Linked DNA regions of Xenopus laevis: region 1 is linked to region 2. Evidence: chromatin contacts called from public Hi-C data. All regions are on one chromosome and are shown on one strand. Each heading gives the region's core, a stretch centred on a gene start, on an enhancer-like site or on the middle of the called end of the contact. The rest is flanking DNA. Distances are from core to core; before and after follow the strand shown.

What was found. A called contact is a pair of places that touch in the nucleus more often than the background predicts.
Region 1: a Hi-C map of the XL177 cell line shows a contact between it and region 2, with 4 times the contacts expected there. The contact joins the promoter of efnb2.S here to the enhancer-like site in region 2. A contact is called at or near these places in 2 of 4 Hi-C or Micro-C datasets (the XL177 cell line and the XTC cell line).

What each region holds. Positions count from the first base shown.
Region 1 is chr2S:109,163,005-109,165,704 of Xenopus_laevis_v10.1, reverse strand. efnb2.S (ephrin B2 S homeolog) reads right to left here and starts at 1,268. Exons shown (of 5, transcript NM_001122597.1): 1 at 697-1,268. The coding sequence starts at 818.
Region 2 is chr2S:108,980,227-108,982,926 of Xenopus_laevis_v10.1, reverse strand. No RefSeq gene overlaps it. Among protein-coding and RNA genes, the nearest start is that of arglu1.S, 150 kb to the left of the region's middle. Within about 2 kb of position 1,421, at least 2 of the 7 cell types and tissues checked have an H3K27ac peak or open chromatin away from gene starts, as enhancers often do.

The sequences.
Region 1 (2,700 bases), core at 19-2,518, 180 kb before region 2:
GAGACGCATTTATTTATATTTAGCACCAACCCAGCGATAAGAGAGAAACACAAACAACTGCAACAAAGGGCTCCGTTTAAAAGAAAAGCAGATGCCAACCTGCCTCTTGGAAATCACAAACTAGTTGGTAGCTCCATGCGAGTATTTAGGGAACATAAATGATCCTTCAGGACTGAAAGCTAATTTCCGATAAATACTGGGATTCAGAGATCAGCAGCGATCCTGCCAGCCTGGTGGCAATATCAGCCCAACCGGCTCGTTTATTCAGTAGCTGACTGTAGTGATAATTCATAGCACCCACATGATAATAGGAGCACCTTGTACCGGGGTGACCCTGACACGTCACGGCTGTGTTCCCGGGGCGCCTATAAGTCTCACAGGAGAGGGGGGATCTAACAGCGGGATCGGTGGGCAATAAAGCGCTCTACAGTCACCCCTCCCAAGGGGATCGTTTTAGGACAACGATATCCAAAATGCAGACTACGGCCCTCCAGCTGCCGGTGAACTTCAGACAGGAGCTCCGTGGGACGGGGTTTTAGTTTCCCACTACTGTCGCTGTAAGGCCACGGGGCAGAGCCATTATATAAAGCACTTGTCCACATGACACGGGCCACAGGGCGAGAGAGTCGTTTATATTGTGTGTATAAATCGGGCCCACAGTCTGACACACAGAGTCAAATAGAGACAGGCACTTACCTGGCGTTGGACGAGTTCCAGTAAATAGGATCCAGCACTGTGGACCAGGAGATCGCAGTCCTGAGCAAGAGAATCCAAACTGCCAGGCTGTACTTCCACACCGAGTCCCCGCTCAGTGCCATCATCTGGCCGCCCTAAGAAACTATCACTGAACAAACGCAACGTTTCGGCTCCAGTCAAAGCCAGCGACCCCCTGACAGCAAAGAGAGTCCAACCGGCGGGGGAAATCCAACTCCCTGAGTGGCTGTGACTGAGGCAGGAGTAACCCCTGGCTGTGCCAACAAATCAACTCCAAACGGCAAACTCGTGCTCACACGCACTGTATCCTGAGCTACCAAAAGGGGCCACACTGGTATCAAGGGGATCCGTCATCCGGCAACCCTTGCTGCTCTCTGTGTCTGAGATCCGAAGAGCCCGCAACGTGCGCTGTATTAATCCAGCTCCAGGCAGTCCCTGTGTGTATCCTATAGGTGCCCGCAGATAAAAGCAGCTGCGGATCCCTGTTTGTCTGCCAACGGCAGTGCTGCTCCGGGCACACGAATAATGAACTCAGCTCCAAATCCTCGCACTGCTTCTCACTGAACCCAAGTCATCTCTCTCAGCGCAGCGCTTTCGCCTTATAAACTCATCCCGCCCACTCCCGCCCGTCCCGCTCATTGGCTGAGATGCTCAAGAGCGGAGCGGATTGGCGGCGCTTCACGTCAATCGATGGTTAAGACAGAACGCGTCTGCTCCTTGGCATCGTATTGTGTGTGACAGGTACACACCTCCCATACTATAAAACATGAACTCATCGGCGGCTATTAATATTCATTAGGTGACCCTGTGACACTCGCAGCTCCTACCTGCACCCACATAGACAATCTCCACTCTGTTTCTAGGAACTATCAAACCAAACCTATGTATAAACACATTTCTAATGATATAATTCATCTAAAGTAACCAATTCTGTAACTGAAACAAGATATGTTTTACAAACAATAAATTCTATCTTAAGTTAGATACATGGTTTTAACTAGGAACAATGTTTAATTTTAAACCTGCTAGCCATTTAAGGGGTGGTTTACCTTTAAAGTAACTTTTATTATGTCATAGAACGGGCAATTCTGAGCAACTTTTCAATTGGTTTTCATTAGTTATTTTTTTATAGTTGCCTTTTTCTTCTGACTCTTTGCAGCTTTTAATTGGGCGTTGATGACTACATTCTAAAAAACAAATGCTCTGTAAGGCTACAAATGTATTGTTATTGTTTCATTTTATTACTGGTTCTTCTATTCAGGCCTCTCCTATTCATATTCCAGTCTCTTATTCAAATCAATGCATGGTTGCTAGTGTCATTTGGACCCTAGTTACCTGATTGCTTAAAATGCAGATTGAAGAGCTGCTGAATAAAAAGCTAAATAACTCAAAAACCACATATAATAAAAAATTACAACAAATTGCAAATTGTCTCAGAATATCACTCTCTACATCATACTAAAGTTATCTCAAAGGTAAACAAACACTTTAAATAAGTAGTTAAACGTGGATTTAGGATTATATTTAAATATATACATACATATACACACACACTACGTGGGCCCCGGGCCCTAAAAATGTAACTGTTTAGAGATATCCAGTTAATGAAGGACAGACGTTCTAAATCTCCTAAACACACCGAATAACCATTGTGAACTCTGTATCAGCCTCCAGGGAGCATCTTGGGAGATTTATTTGGTCAGAAAATACTGATCCCCTGGGAACAGGGGGAGCAGAAGTAAATAGTTTAAATGAATTCTATATCCTTCTCCGAGGTACAGGGGTGGGAGTAAATCAAATACACATTTCCACAGCAAACCAGCCCTTCCCAGAGTCCAGCTGTGTATAGTCTAGTAATGGATATATTATAGTAGGTGGGGGAAATCTAATGGAACTACTGTGTCATTATACAATCCAACTGTTTATATGGGGCTATAGAGCAATTATTGGTATACTTGGCACTCTCTAGATCTTCCTACTGTGCCT
Region 2 (2,700 bases), core at 172-2,671:
TTTTTATCTAAGCAAATATAAAAGATAAATATGAATAGAGACGGGCTGACATAGATTCACCCCATCCTGCCCTCTACCTACCCCCTAACTTAATTGTCATTCAAATGTGCAAATTAGGGAATGGGCGTGTGGTGCAAAGAAGCTGCGGTGCAGAGTGCAGCAATGCAACAGATGCAAGTGGACAATTGCGTTTTCTTTTATCTGGGGAATTAGTTACTGAACCCCTTTGTATTAAATGATGTACAATGATGAATCTTGCACACACACATACACACCCCTCCAGAGGTGATATGATTATCTAAATAATAACCATCAGCTAAAATACTACAGCAACTATATTATATTGATACCTGTATCTAAATACAGAGGCATTTGTAGCACCATTTGTTCTCTTCATGTTATTCTTATCATATGCACTTCAATAAATACACAAATGGGTGCTTTTACATATAGAATTGAAACACAGTGTATGGAATTTGATATGTTCTCCCTGTGCTTGTGTGGTTTTCTTTTGAGTACTCCGTTTCCTCTTACACATACTGGCAGGTTAATTGGCTTCTGATAACATTCGCCATAGTGAATGTGATAGGGATCTTAGATTATAAACCCTACTGGGGCAGGGACTGATGTGTTTGATGTATAATCTCTGTAAAAGTCTGCAGAATAGTCTATCAATAATAACAACAGAGGTTTAGAAATACAGGATATATTTACTGCAAATGTTCTGCTTTTTTTCCAGACGTAAGTTACATTTACCTGATGGTTTTACTAAGAACCAGCTTCCCAGTTTTGTTTTTAAAAGCCGAAAGTAACATCATAAAAGACAAAGGACAAACACAAAAGCATTGTCTTTGTAGGCTTTGTTGACTCCATTAAATAAAATTAACATCAATATAGTGTCATTGGTATCCTTACAGAGGGTCAAAGGTGTAAGCAATGCAAATGATTTAGGGGAGTAATTTGCAAGCAAGTTCTATTAAAATTCTGGGATGTAATTGCCTGTGATATGCTGCCACCTTCTGGTTACCATGAACAGCAAGTAAACAATCCATATATTTGTAACAACCGTATGCAGAAAGAAAAGTTTGCATTGTGTTAGATAAAGGCAATATGTGTAAGTGGATACCTTAGTTTTAAAGATGCAGAAAGCAATAATTTTATAGGTAAACGTAAAAGAGTAAATATTTATGTACGATTAAGTTAAAAATAAAAATAAGTTTTGGCAAATAGAAGCATGTATGCACACGCTCACACTGAGCAATTTCAACAAAGGTGCCCTGAAATAGTATTTACTAGCTAGGCATATTGTACTGAAAGTAATTAGGCATTTACCCCCAGGATACCTTCTCATTTCCACACATTGTGCACACCTTCATATCCAGCTTGCATTGTGTGATCAACTTCCTAGCCTATGGCAGAGGGTGGGTCACACTGACGTTGTGTATAGTTTGTTCCTTCCTTAGTGAGTCAGGGAAGGAGTCTGTGAGTCATAACAGCCCTAAACTGTCAGTTACAGGCTCCTTAACTGTATTTTCATAAAAAAAACATAAGCATTGAAAAGTACAGAGTAGCATTAAAGTGACTTTAGTATACTACTTATTCAGTAACATGTAGTTGTAATGTATCTCAGCAAATAAGGCATAGGGGTTATCCTTGTACAGTTATGAGCATACTTGTAGGTGGTTTAAAGTTCTGCTGTTGCAATATATGGCTTTGCTCAAACCTTTCCTGTCCAACTCTTACTTTCTATAATATTAATTAATAAATTGCTCCTTATCAGGGCCACACTTGGATGCAGTGCAAAAAGTGTATGCAAAGTGCCATATTCTTTACCATAAAATACAGCATTTTTTTTTCTCAGATTGCTAGTGAAATTTAAGGTGCCCCACAAGTTGTATCCCATGTGATACAATAATATAAACACACATTAGCATAATATTGTCCCTTCATGGGCTTCAGTGGCATCATTTCTGACACACAGGGTCAATAATGGTGCACTAATTTGCAACAAGTCGTTTGATGTAAGTTAGTTGGGACAACTAAAGCAACCCGCTAAGGGTCTACGCTTCTAAAAATTCCAGGGTTCCTATTTATCAATCCATGTATGCTATTGATCAGAGCAATCTGAAGGGGCACGTTGGTGCTTCCAGGGAGTCGCAAAGGAGTGTGTATTGACAAGTCACTGATTGCTAAATTATGCATATTTGTATTTGCATTAGTAAACAAGCCTAATAGTTTAGTGACAGGGGGACCTCCATGAAAAAATGTTCTATGCTCTGTGTAAGCTCATGTATGTGTTGACAAAGACTTGCAGTAGAAGCTGAGAAGTGAAACAGCTTGGCTGCAGATATTAAAATATTTGATGGCTTATACAGTCTCAAGAGGGGACAGAAAGAAATTAATGGGTTTCTTTAGTCATGGTGTTAAATGGTGACAAATTATATTTGTATATAGGGTTGTCACCTGGCCGGTATTTTAACGGCCTGGCCGGTAAAAATGATGGTTGAGCCCAATGTTATTAATAGGGAAAAAAGTTTAATATATAGGAAGAGTGGTATTTTTTTCTAGAAAAGGTGGCAACCCAATTTGTGTACCAGCTTGATACAATCACATGCAGATTTTTAAAGCCTCTAAATGTAAAGGAAAGAAAAGAGCAACCCGTCTGAAGAGGAAGGACCTTGGGCATGGTGTGATATCAGC